Linked DNA regions of Hordeum vulgare: region 2 is linked to region 1. The links are chromatin contacts, called in public Hi-C maps. All regions are on one chromosome and are shown on one strand. Each heading gives the region's core, a stretch centred on a gene start, on an enhancer-like site or on the middle of the called end of the contact. The rest is flanking DNA. Distances are from core to core; before and after follow the strand shown. Region 1 holds the start of LOC123435427 (protein PAM68, chloroplastic-like). Region 2 holds the start of LOC123435480 (mitogen-activated protein kinase 6).

Region 1 (7,112 bases), core at 1,410-3,909:
CAATGACTCGATCAACACAGCAGGCACACGGCCGGTGCATAATCAAGCCTAGCAATAGTACGAGTAGTTCACAACTTTATATGATCCACATAACGGAAGTGCATCTATGCTTCCCCAGAGTACTACCTGTGTCACTTTGGTGTCTTCTATGGTTGCTTTAGTTGTTTAATTTCGGCTACAATCCAGCTCGAAGCTTGCGTGGTTGCCATCATTCACAACGCTCGTCACACACTTCAGAAGTTCAGCCCGTACGTACGGTACGACTCGCCATGGCACCACTCTCACAGTGGGTGCCCGTGTCAAGCAGGACGCAAGAAAGAGATGTCTTCAAGTGAGAGCCGTCCCATGAGGTATGGACGTTAGGCCAAACGAACAGCGCGTGGACGGACAGGTCACGCGCCCTTGTTCCTCTCGCCCGCCTATAGGAGACACATCCGTCCCATTTTCCCTTCATTTCGTCCAAACTTTCCCGCGCCCCTTCCCTCCCACCTCCATGGACGGCGACCCGATAAACCCTGACGATGCGGTCGGCCGCATGCCTTGCGGCAAAGAAGAAGGGACCCATAAAGGCTCGATCCAAATGCACACCGAAGGAGATCGCCATCCTCGACACCGAAGCGATGAAGAGAAGGGGCAGACAGGCAAAGGCAAAGGAGTTAAAGACGGTTCCGGCCTACATCGTCGAGGCCGACACCCAACGTCAAGCGGGTCATCTTGCCGACGTTGAGAGAAGGAACCCGTTGTCGCCAAGGCGCATGCCCTTCTCATGCTTGGGTTGGCACAACCAGCGCCAGCCATCTTTCGGTCGCTGCCATGGCCACAACGAGCACAGGATCATCGGTCGGTCGTCCTACTCGGTTCACTTCACCGAAATCGTCCACCAGACCCGGTCCACTACCTTACGGCCATGGGCAGACGTGGTTCTCCACGTCGTCGGAGGGCAGCGTGGTCGCTCCGACAACGCCCACGGGTGTCACGACCTCAAAGTGGCGTCAGGGTACAGTAGCGCTGTCCACACGTCCAAGGGACGCAAAGGAAACAATTTGAGTTGTTTCCGACGGCAAGCTTGCGCCCGCAAGTTGTTCGATGTAATGGCACAACCGACGCCCATAGTTGAAGACCGTGATTGCTCGGCGTTCATGGAGAGCGTCATCTTCGAGGGCCGTGGCGAGGCCTTCCAGCACCATGGACAAGGGCGGACTTCCAATCCCGACGAGACCTAGAGCCAGGACGGCCGCGACCACTATGAGGACACTGATTTCGCCGGCCATGATGAAGAGGAAGACAACCATGGCAACTCATGGCATGAAGATGATGACTTGTATTGTGAAGATGTGGAGGAAGAGATCGACATTTCGCAAGAGCCATTGGTATTTATCAATGAGCTCACCCAAAGGGTCAAGGCACAAAAGAATAAGCAAAGTATTCGCACGGGGTCATATACCCAAAAGGAGGACAAATTGATTTGCGAGAGTTAGATTGAGATAGGGGAAGATCCGATAAGAGGTACCGAGCAAAAAAGGTGCCATCTTTTGGGGGAGGGTTTACAAAACCTTCCGTGAGCGAAGGAAGTTTGCCCCCTATCAATTTGAGAGCACTCGCAATATCAACTCAATCCAAAAGAGATAGGGGTTCATACAACAACAATGCAACAAGTATTGTGCAGCACTTGAGAGCGTCCAAACACGTCATGTGAGTGGCCTTGGCATTGGAGACTTGGTATGAACCTCCTGCCTTTTCATTTTTTGTCCATTCATGTTGGCATGCTTTTCATTTTCATACATGTTGTGTCCTTCGCTATTACATTAGCATCATCATCAATGATTGTATAGGCATTTCTTTGGAAGCATTCAAGGCCTGTCACAAGAACAAGCCGTTCACTCTCACGCATTGTTGGGTGCTCATCAAAGATTGTGGCAAGTTTAAAGCCCCATATGCCGCTTGTAAGAAGAAAGGAGGGAAGAAGGTCGTGGCTGATGGGGGAGACTTGCTCAAGAGGCCGAGGGGCAAGACAAGCTCGAAAGCCGATGAGAGGCGTGATGCGTCTTCCATTGCCTTGCAAGGCACTTTGAAGAACATGATGAGCCAAAAGAAAGTGAGGGACGAGAGGGGGAGTAAATGAAGATATATCTAGAGTTCCAAACGAAAAAGCTTGCCATGGAGGAGGTCGCAGAGAGGAGGAAGCTTGATATGAAAGAGGCAATGAAGAGGAGGAAGCTTGACATCGAGGAGGCCGCTCAACTCAAGAAGCTCGAGTCACCATGGCGGACACCAAAGCTAAAGAGGCGGCATCCGCGTTCATGAGCATGGACAAGACCAACATGTCGCCAGAGAGGAAGGCTTGGTTCGCGAATCGACAGAAGGAGATATTCGCCCGAGACGGGCTGAACTAGGTGAGGCCTCAGGATGTAGCCAACATCCGTTCATTTTGAAGGCTGACTGGTGTGTCGACTACTGTCTTTGTTACTGTCGTCAAAAACTTGTTCATTTTAAGGACGGGTTCCTGTATCAACCGCTAACTTTAAATATTTGTTGCCGGCATAAGACTGTGGCCGACGTGAACTAGTGTGAACCGCGGCCGCGGTGAACATCCTTCTTTCTCATGCTTGCATGCACGAGGACAAGATGTGACCGCGCTTTGGGCACCCGATGAATGCAATCCCAAACCCTAACGTACACGGCTCCATTTTCACGTCAAACGGGAGAAATCCGAACAAAAACGGACGTCTAACACGGGAATACTGAAACTGTCGAAAATCTTCAGAATATTCAGGCCTAAAGCTGACACTCAACCGGCACGCAAGAAAGAGATATTTCTCATGGGGCCGACACACGTGGCACCCAACCCAGGGACACATCGAGAATGCAGTTACGCGCCACCACTGACCACTGCCCATGGCGATAAGGCTACTGCCACGAGTGGGGAGAGCAGCTCGTCGTCTCCTAGCAATCCACCGGCGGCGCGCATGGCCGCCTTGCTCCACGTAGCGGCTCTCCATCCACCTCGCCCCGCCCCAAACCCCCATCATCCATGGACGCACAGCCGGGCCACCACGCCCATCCTCTCCCCACATGACGCAGCGCCGTCCAAGCGACGACGAGCTCCAGCCCGGCGGCTACACGCGGCCAGCAACGGCAGCGGCGTCGGCACACCACCAGCCGCGGACAGCAGGAGCGGCAAGAAGCCGAGCCGCAAGGAGAAGCAGCGGCAACAGCAGCGGGTGCGGGAGCGGGAGGAGCAGCAGCAGCTCCTCCTCCTCAAGGAGTCGTTCGTGGAGGCGGCCCGCGAGGAGGAGCAGGAGGACGGCGGCGGTCGCGGCGACGACGAGCTGCCGCAGGTGGTGTTCGACCGCATCCTCCGGCGGATCCTGTTCACGGTGGGCGTCCCGATGGCGTCCGGCGTGGCCCTCCTCAACGTGTACGACGCGCTCAAGCGCGGGGGCGGGGCGGAGGTGCCGTCGTGGGTGCAGCTGCTCACCATCCTCCTCTCCTTCGGCACGTCGGCGCTCGGCATCGCCTACGGGACGCTGTCGGCGAGCTGGGACCCGGAGAAGGAAGGCTCGCTGCTCGGCGTCGACGAGGCCTGGACCAACTGGCCGGAGCTGTGGAAGGAGGAGATCGAGAAGGACAAGAAGTAGCTGTGAATAGACTAGATATTTTCTCCACTGGACTGGCAGTACGCTTTGTTGTCGACGATTGATACTCGTACAGGCTACAGCAGTGAAACTATGAAACAATTTGGCAGTGGCTTTGTAGTTCTCTGTAATAGAATGGCCAAAACTGAACACTTGACAGGAAAAAGGGGAAAACTGAGTGAACCCCCAGGCCAGCGAGAATACAACACCGATGAGTCTGTTGCTCTCGTTCTCCTAAAGCAGATGGATGGGTCGTTGATCAATCGAGCCACCTCGTGACGCCATCTTCTTCGCTCACCGCTGCGAGGATTTCAATGTAGACCTCCAATACAGCCTACACACAATTTAAACCACCATCAGGAAACAAAATACTACCAACACAACTGTTCTTTTCAAGTTAGTCATGGCAGCAGAAATTACTGGCCAGGAACATTGTGATGAAAATAAAAATTCACTATTACCATTGACGGGGACAGATGTGCATCTTAACTCTTAAATATTGATATTATGTGCATAAATTGGTGATAGATAAATGAGCATACCAAAGGATTTCTGTGGTTGACCAGTTTGCAGCATTCCAGTAAAGACCCTTCCAGCGTCCAGCTCTCCCAGACATCGAATGCATGATTGGCAAATACGAGCTCCGCCTTCTTATTAACCTGGAAACAAGTAACAGGGGAGTTAAGCATAGTAAATCGGCAATCTACATAAAGCATTTCACTTTCAATGATGAAATTATACATGAATCGTGGAATGTACGGCCAAATCAGTGATCCTATTTATAAACTTCTCAAACATTCTGCATGGAGCGAGCACTTCATAACTATCTAAAGTAAATTCTCTAAAAAAAGCTCGAACTAAAGAGGAATACCAGATGCACTAGGGCTTATTTTAAGCATATCGTGGAATCAAGTTGGTACATTTCAACACGGGACAAAAACGTGAGCATAAATGTCATTGCATCTAAAAATTACCAAGAGGTTCATGCAATGAAGAACACCGTTGTATAGTCTTTAATTTCACTACTACTCCCTCCGTTCCTAAATATAAGACCTTTTAGAGATTACACTATAGACTAGGTATGGAGCAAAATGAGTGAATCTACACCCTAAAATATGACTACATACATCCGTATGTAGTTCATAGTGGAATCTCTAAAAGGTCTTATATTTAGGAACGGAGGGAGTACTATATATTCACCTCTCACCGTATCGTCAGGGAATGAGTACTAACTGGAAAGGGTATTATTACCTGCAAAAGTTTGCCCCCAGCAACAAAAGATCGCAATCCCATCGTATCCTGAAAGGTGTAAATCCTATCATAAGTATGTGTAGTGTAGTTGTACAAAAAAAAATACCTGACAGGTTAGGGAACAGTATAGAAAAAAGAGGGAGAGGGGGAGAGAAAGAGGAAACCCGACTACCACCTTGTTTTTAAATGTGATTAGGAACTGAGCAGCAGGATCCCTCTTTGTAGCATTTGACACAACATCAAGATACCAGCCACCACCAGCAACTCTTTCTCTTGAAACATGAAAACCCGAATTATCTCTTGTCCTTAGGGCAACGACAAAGCCATCTTTAAGCCTCTCAGGAGGCTTTCTACCAAGCCCTGCAGGCAACTTATGTTCAGAAATTATTTCCATTGGAGATTCAGCAGAAGACCTGAGCTTATTTTTGGATTCCTCGGGGGAAGCAAATCGTGAACTGGAACTTAACACTTGGTCCCGCCCACTCATCACAGTATCATCATCTCTTCGTGAAGAATAATTACTTCCACTCTCCACAGTTGACAATTCATCCATTTTCTGTTGTGATCTGCGGCGCGCAGGTCTCTTTTTCCCTTTCTTTCCAGATCGGCTACGTCTTCCTTCCGATCTCAAGCCAATACTTTGGGACTGCCCTGAAGCTTCAGGCACTTCAACCTTGGAGATGGCTCTTCTCTTATCACAGTCTAGAGTTAGTTGGCTTTCATCTGTCTGCTGTTCACTATCGCAGACCCGCAAAGAGTGTTCATTTGCCTGTTTATATAGCTGATCATCTTCACAACCAACATCACTTATTGCTTCATCTTCATCAGAAATAGCATTGTTTGGAACAATGCCATCAAAGAAAAAGGATTGTAATATTGTGATTGCTTTCTCTCTGATTTCCATCCACACTTCTTCACTGTAGTCTGCACTTCGAGGAAGAATTAGCACGTTCGGCATCTCGTGTACCTATTATTGAAAAAAAAAACGCAGTTAGTGCTTAATCATTCATTTTCATTGCGGTAAAACATGCTCTTCTAGATATAATCATCTTGCCGAAGTTTATAGTATAGTGACCATAGTCCATGCGCAGGGCAAAAGAACAAACGAGTGCACCAGTTGCCTATCTCTTCGAACCAGTAGGCAGGTCATTTAGCTAACTGTATAGTCTATACCTCTAGAAGAAAGTGTTGGCGCAAAAATGGAACTGCCTCCGGCCGGTGATCGCCGGAGACAAGGTGGAACGGGAGGAGGAGGGACACAGAGAGATTTCAGGCGCACAAACACCTCGCCGCAGCAACGGCCTTTTCTGTTTTTCTCCGACCACGGACTCAATCACCTCGCCTTTACAAGCTGCAGACGGAGCTGCTTATGTAGCCGCGCGCCCTGACACGCCGCTACGCACACTCGGCGCTCCCACGCCCGCACTCCCCCACGTCCCTCGCCCCACGATCACGCGCTCGGTGCGCGCCCACGCACCCGCACAACCTGGTCTAGCGCCCGACGCGGTCTCTGATCCGCAGCTCACGCTAGCCGACTCCAACGCGCGCGCACACACACACACCCTCGGGCATACACGCACGCACGCACACCTACGCCCGAGGCTCTCCGCGACTCACGCCGTGACGCACCCAGCGTGCACCGGACACGCCCACGTCCGACCCAGCCGCGGTTTACTTCCAATACTCCCCCTAAGCCGCGGCTCAGAGGAGCCCTGGACCGCCGAACTCATCGCCGACGTCTACCAGCAGCGCCTGCTCCGCTGCCTCCGCTTTCTTCGGCTTCAGGCAGTCCCGACGGAAGTGGCCGCGCACACCACAGTTGTAGCACCTGCCGCGCCGCTTCCCTCTGCCGCTCGACGTCGTGCTGCTGCCGCCGTGCTGTCGCTGTCGAGCCTGCCACTGGGCCGCCGTGAGGATCAGCTCTTCTTCCGATCGCCCGCTGCCCTGTCCCCGTCGCCGCGTGCGCTCCTCGAAGGCCTTGAACCGCCCCAACGCCTCCTCAAACGGCATGGTGTCGACGTCGCAGAACTGCTCCATGCCCGCCACCACCGCGTACAGGCGATCCGACACAGTGTCCAACAGCTTCTTCACCATCGACGCGTCGTCGAGGATCGCCCCGAGCCCAGCATACCTCGCTGCCATGCCATAGACCCTCCCAGCGTACACATCCAAGTCGTCGCCGTCATCCATGCGCAGCCGATCAAACTCACCGCGCAGCGTCGCCAG
Region 2 (7,112 bases), core at 2,870-5,369, 300 kb before region 1:
CTTCGATACGACCGATCACAAAATGCCAAATTACATGCTTGAGATAATAAAAGGGAATATGTTAACTCAGATATACATGGGATGTTTAGATAAGTGTACACAAAATTACAAGCTTTAGATACACAAGACCAGTTTATTCAATCAACCGGTATAATACAAGCCATCTCATACAAATGTCGTTTCTTCAGAAAGGCCACAAAAGAAATAGTTACAGCAACAAATAATCCATGCCCATTCGCCCAATAAGCGAGCATAAAATAAATAGATGCACAAGACATGGAAATATCGGCTTCACTAGAGCTAGAGGTAGATCTTCAATGCCCTCAGCTGGTAATTTGGTCTGTGCTCCCAAGGAAAACAACATGAATTAACTTGAATGCCTGGAAACAATCTTGAACCAAATGAAATGAAATTCAGAACGAACCAAGATAACAGAGAATTGGCACACACATAAGAAACGTGGAAAAACAAGACTTGACTTACAAATACTCCCTCCGTCCTATAATAATATACGTTATTACATCCAATATGTGAGTATATTGGATGTAATAACGTCTTATATTATGGGACGGAGGGAGTAGAATTTTAAACAGGGTATGTTCTCAAATTAAAGTCTCACTGATCCAGATAGATATTTGGTTTCCAAAAGGTCACACTTTTCAAGATCTAAATTATTCAACCTCGGAAATATTGCAGATAAATATCAATAGCAAGTCTGTCTGCATGAACCTCCTCAGGATTCCAGGATCTAGATTAGTCGTCTGACACATTGTATTCTTTTAGATAATTGCTTTTAAGAAACAAAATATTTTCAACCAGACGTATACAATACAAACCTTGGCTCTTAGTAGGGCGGATCAGGGTTAAATGCTAAAGTTTCCCTCCAGATGAGCTCTTTCATATGTTCTTCTGTAAAAGATGGTTGCTCAAAATCAAAGCTGAAAGGTGCCGGGCAAGTGGGTTCTTCATTGATGTCATGAAGAGAAGCCAAGTATGGGTGATGCAGAGCCTCATCAACTGCATGAAAAATGATTTTGAGCAATAGTAATGCGAACAAAACTAACTTAAGTAGTTAGTTCAAGCCCATGTACCAGTAATGCGTCTGCTTGGGTCAAACACCAGCATCCTCTCTAACAGATCAACTGCACCATCAGACATGTTGCGGAAGCGCAGGCGGAAGTCCTGCCTTGGGTACTGTGGTAATTGCTTCATGTATCTTCGTGCATTATCACTCCGAAGAAATCCCAGGCTTGAATCATCTGGTGATCCTATCAGCTTTTGAAGCAGAATGCCGGAAAGGACTGGTTAATATTTGATACAACAGGTTCAAGAGACATCATTAAAAAAGAAGCAAAAATGCCTTCGATGGTACTAAAAATGGTTGATTTGAAGCTAAGAATGTATTGCGCAGAAACCAACCAGTATATATAGTAAAATGTATACTTTGAAGAGAAGAGACATCCACAGAAACTTGCACGAAGTTAATAATCCAAATGTGGATCCCATATCTGATGATACAGTAAAATGTTGCCGTACCTACATGCTACCAGATGCAAAATGCATTCACTAATCCAGTGTTTGTGTAAAAGTAAAAACTTCTATTCAAACACAAGATGCGAAACAGGTCTAACAATACAGTTAGATGTGCCAAGAAAGATCCCATTATCCTATTGTTCCAAATAGAACAATTGTCAAATTCTATTAAAGAAGTTCATAAACAGACCCATTTTCATTGATTGACAGCTTCCAAATAGACAACACATGACTTGTCAATGTGGATACCAAAAAAGGCAGGCGACGAGTTGAACAAACCTACCTCGGTGATTAACTTTAACTGTTGGATGTAATCTCTTCCAGGAAACAGGGGTTGACGAGTAATAATTTCACCAAGTATGCACCCAACTGACCAGACATCAATAGCAGCAGTATATTGTGAACAGTTCAACAGCAACTCTGGCGCTCGGTACCAACGAGTGACCACATACTCTGTCATGAGATCAGTTTCTGAAGTGGTCCTTGCAAGCCCAAAGTCAGCAATCTTGAGATCGCAATTTGCGTTTAGGAACAAATTGCTTGGCTTCAGATCACGGTGCAAGACATTTGCTGAGTGCACATATTTTAGCCCTCGAAGCAATTGATACAAGAAGTACTGCAATGCAAAACATGTAACTTATGATTGCTTGAAGACAAAGCTCATAAACCTAAGCTAAGAACTAAACAAGGTACAGAACACAACATGTAACTAATGATTTCTGGAGGACAAAGCTGATAAACCTAAGCTAAGACTGTTTGGTTGAGCTGCAGATTCTAAAAAAGCTGCTGTGGAAAAGCTGGGAGCTGAAAAGTTGGGGTACCCCAGCTTTGAAATTTACACTAGGAAGAAGCTACAGATTCTCAAAAGCTGCTTTGAACATTTAACCCTTTGGTTAGCTTTTAGCTTTTCAAAGCAGAAGTTGGTAAAAAAAGTTGAACCAAACACAACTAAAGAAGGCACAAAACACAACTTTGAGTACATGTCAATTGATATCTACTCTAGTCACAACAAGATTTGTTTCAACTACACAATTGCAGCAAATACATAAGAATCTGGCACAAGCAGGAGGCAACAAACCTGGCAATGGTCATCAGTCAATGATTGATTTGAGCGAATGATCTGATGGAGATCAGTGTCCATCAACTCAGTAACAATGTACACATCCTTAAAATCATCTCTTCTTGGGGGGCGTATTAAATCCTTCATGGCAAGAATCTGTGATCCAATTTTGAAACCACTATCAGAATAAACCCATCATAGGAATGCCTGACAGTGTGAGCACGAGTGGACAACAAAGCCCGTCAACAGTAAAACTGTAATGATAAGAATAAGAACCCACTCAGGCATACCACTTCTAGAAACGTAGACAAAGGAAATAAAACCACTAGTAGAAGCCAACTTCAGAGAAAATTATCAGTGCACACTCGACCCTATGGCTGTGATGTCAGCTGATCCCTATACTTCTATATGCTTCTTTAGTAAGAAGCTTGAGTGTTACCACAAAACCTCATCATGTGCATAATCAACCAACAAGGGTCAGTTCCTGGGTAGCTGAGATTTACATTCTACATATTGCACCTAAAGTAGTTCTCTCCTTATGCATAGCAATTCTCTATAACCAGAAGTACAAGACCGCTTACCTCTGCCAAAATTCGGTATTAAAAAAGGGAACTAATAAGAACGATGTTCACAATTGAACATGTGTTGCTCAAGCACAGTGGTAAGCTATCTTATGTATAGAACTGCAAAGGACACAGTAAACAGCTATAGTGGTAAGGAAAGTACACTCGGCAATCACCACACATGTCCATTACAAATTAAAACAGACAACTCTTACATTCTCATGGTCCATGTGGCGAAGAAGCTTTATTTCTCTAAGCGTCCGTTTGGCGTCGATGTGGTTGTCAAACGCATTTCCAATCTTCTTGATCGCAACCTCCTCTCCTGTATCCGAGCTAACAGCCGCGCTGCAAAAGTAGGGAACAGAATAGGCAAATATAAGCACTTCTACTGCAACCCTCCTTGTGGGGTGACTCACTTCCTCACATAACTTTATGCCTAAAACGTCACACCCGCATGTGTGCCAAATCTGGACAGACACCGCCGCACGGCGGCACGGAACATTCCACACATGGCATAGATAGCAGCTCGGATTCGCTATTAACTGCAGCGACACGCATGTAATCGGCGATTCGGGAGGGGGGAACGCACCAGACAATGCCGTAGGCGCCTCGGCCGATGGGGCGGATGGGAGGGGCGTACTTGGAGGCGACCTCGAAGAGGTTGCCGTAGACGTTGTAGAGCACGTAGCGGCCGCCGTGCGTCGCCATCCCCTGGATCTGCGCGGCCCCGCCCGCGGCGCCGCCGCCGCCGCCGGAGGTGTCCATGGCTTCTTCGTCGCCGCTCGCGAGGGGGAGGAGCCAGAGAGGGGGGGAGAGTAGGGTTGGGCTCTAGGGTTGGTGCCCCGCAGCGACTAGTCGTTGATGGGCTGGGGACTCTGGTGGAGATGCTTCCCCCTCTTTTTGACTTGGGCGGCGACTGGGGAATGAGGATGGGAGCGAGCGGACGCGAGGACGGAGACGGCGCGCGTGGGGCGACGTTTGCGGAAAAGAGGAAGAAGAAAAAATAGATATGCGTATATCTCGAAAATGCTTTTTGGAGCTCGGCCTTCATGAGGTCGGTTTTCGAAAAACTCAAAATTAATATTTCTTACAATTTAAAAAATCTATATATATATATATATATGCATGAAGACATAACACACATGTGTGTAAATTTTTATGACGAAATACGTTGAAATAAAGGTTGTGCAAAGAAAAACTGAGGTTTTTAACACATGATAGTGTTGATCCTTAAAGTATTGTACAGGTCGCATTTAAAAGTATTTAATCCTAAATTTTTACACACACATTTCATTCTTGTATAGTTGCATATTTTTTTCTTAATTTTTTAAAATCGCGAAGTTTGAATTTTGAGAAAAAAAATTAAATATAGGGCACCATGAAGCTCGGTCACCAAAACGCCATACTCGGATTATACTTAATTTATCTCTTTCTTGCATATTACCAGAAATGTGTTTTTTTAGAAAATATGCTTGCATTGAAATAATAGAAAGTTCTTCACGCATACAAGCACATCTTAACACATGCACAACGAACTAGAAAAACAGAGTGCCCTAGAACAAACAGTAAAACACGAAGATCATCGGAGCTATGTGTCATTATTCATAAACCTTACGAGAAAATATATACTTGCAACATAAGAATCTCCAACCAACCTGATCCAAACAGGTCATCATTTTCAACCACGACATAATCACCACCGCATTGCTTTCGTTTTTTAGCACCGACGCCAAAAAGACAAGGACACACATGTGTTCCAACGTGCGTGCACCAGCCTTCGCCATATGTGGCTTTGAGTACCATTATATGTGCCCCTTTGAGATGAAAGACAACCACGATCCGGTTCCAGCGACGCGGACCAATCCCCGGGCAAAGCAGCACATCCCTCCAGTAGCAGCACAAAGGAAAAAAAGAACAACAATGAAAATCATACCGACGAAGAAGAATTTCCATCTCTACACAAATACCTCCCAGGACCCAACCAGTCAGTGTCGGTCGACCTCCAGATACCATAGGCCCCGACCTGGACGATATCCGGGGATCACCCACCCCACTGGCCCCTAGATGAAGACAAGAGTCTCGCATAACCATGAACGTAGCCCGAAGAAACTTATTCAGGCGCTACGTCGTTGTAGCTACCTCAGCGGCATCTCCCTCAACCCTAACCCTACTATGAACCCATACCACGCACAGATCTGAGGCCCCCTCCCTCCTGCTGCCATAACGGTCAGTGGAGGGAGAGGGGACCAATGGCAACACCAATGGCACGCAAAGGGAAGCCTCGCTCCTCTCTTTTTTGCTTGTGCATGCGATCCGCTCTTTCCGGGACGAGTATAACAAAATGTGTTGGTGATGGTTCATACACACTTCTGATTAATACAAACTTTATATTGCTTCAAGAGTGTCTCCTATAGCTGCCCTATAACAAAGCATAACTGTTTTTAGGGCATTTGAGGGGCAAAAACGCTGCTCCATCAGCTACCCTCATTGTACATTTAGGTCCAAATTTTTGTCAAGCAGGATACAATGTCATCAATGGCCCGATGAACTCCACATTCCCCTATGTCTCGATCTCTTAGAAGTTAAGCTCATGACGCGACTGGCCAAGCCTCCACACGGTGATGTCATCGAACCATGCAGTGATGTCCATCGTCTCAAAAGTGTCGAGCCGATATTGTCGATCATCACAGTGAAACTTGCTGTCGGAGAGGGGAGGATTCCTGTGGCCGATCGTCGCGGTAGCCGGCCTTGCTCTTCAGGTGTTTCGGCGACATTCTTGAAACTGTGTTGCAAATCCATGACGGAAGGATGCGGCCCGATCGGGTGGCAGGGCGATGTTGCACGATGACATTATCGGTTGGAAATGGGTGTTGTAGCGATAGGTAGTGGCGATGTGATAGCTTGGAAGAGGCGGCGATGGATTCGGGCGACGACATGGTGCGGTGGTGGCAAAAGTGATCGGATTTGGTGAGGAAACGACGGTGCGGGAGTCGAATCGACTGCGAAAGGCAATGGGAATGTTCCGGATGAGGGCAATTGGACATCATTTGCGCGCATGCCTCCAAATATGCAGTCGATGTTGTCTTTTTTTGGGCTGCCAAATTTTATTTCTTTAATAGAAAAATCGCAACAAAGGCAGCTCTTGAAGCTACGTTTTTGCCCAAAAAACAATAAAGGATGATATGCTTAATATAAGGTGTTAGTGATGCTCTAACACCTTTAGGGATCTATATCTAGTTTTACAGTTTATACACCCACCAAAGGTCATATTTTGCTATATCAGTCCACCATAAAAGAATCGCCAATACCAAACCTAATTTTTGCTATTTAAATCCATTTTTAGATAGCCGAAATAAATGTTTTTACAATATATCTATGGATACCCTAATTTTAAAAAATAAAGATAACACATAGTTCATTGCATAATATTAACACTACCACAATCAATTGCACACATAAAACATACATAAATTAAACACTACTACAATCACAATTAAACTTCCCTACCACTACATCAAAACTTAAACTCGCTATATTGCGAGTAAAACTAGTTGCCAATAAGGTTGACCTCCTCGCCGTCAACGTTTTTTAACATCTCGTGTCATAGTCGATGAGTTCGTCAAGCTCCTAGAACAGCTCCTCACACTCAACTTTGAGGCACTTCCGCTCATGATCCACGGACTCAAAGAATGTCTGATTCTCAATGAGGAGTTTGCGGTCCTCCTGAAGGAGGTTGGTCGTGAAGGCACAATTGTTGCGCTCGGCCATAAGCTACGCCTTAACATTGCGGTACTCCTACTCCTCGTCTTGAGAAACAATCCGAACAGGGGGTGCAGGGACGACTGTGGCAAGTAAGTTGAGCTTTGCCCAGCCCCTAAAAAAGTAGAGCGTCGTGGCATCATAGGAATGTGCCGTCGTTTCATCGTTGGTGAAAGTTGAAAGTGCAATCTTGCCCT

What was found. A called contact is a pair of places that touch in the nucleus more often than the background predicts.
Region 2: a Hi-C map of leaf shows a contact between it and region 1, with 9 times the contacts expected there. The contact joins the promoter of LOC123435480 here to the promoter of LOC123435427 in region 1. A contact is called at or near these places in 4 of 6 Hi-C or Micro-C datasets (leaf and seedling).

What each region holds. Positions count from the first base shown.
Region 1 is chr1H:346,952,040-346,959,151 of MorexV3_pseudomolecules_assembly, reverse strand. LOC123435427 (protein PAM68, chloroplastic-like) reads left to right here and starts at 2,659. Exons shown (of 1, transcript XM_045115569.1): 1 at 2,659-3,801. The coding sequence starts at 2,820. The coding sequence ends at 3,638. It overlaps LOC123435395 (C-terminal binding protein AN-like), which reads right to left. Exons shown (of 7, transcript XM_045115568.1): 4 at 5,062-5,853; 5 at 4,887-4,934; 6 at 4,178-4,294; 7 at 3,636-3,969. The coding sequence ends at 3,895. It also overlaps the pseudogene LOC123435411.
Region 2 is chr1H:347,254,250-347,261,361 of MorexV3_pseudomolecules_assembly, reverse strand. LOC123435480 (mitogen-activated protein kinase 6) reads right to left here and starts at 4,119. Exons shown (of 7, transcript XM_045115574.1): 1 at 3,746-4,119; 2 at 3,372-3,501; 3 at 2,612-2,749; 4 at 1,817-2,149; 5 at 1,092-1,275; 6 at 837-1,017; 7 at 21-391. The coding sequence starts at 3,921. The coding sequence ends at 845.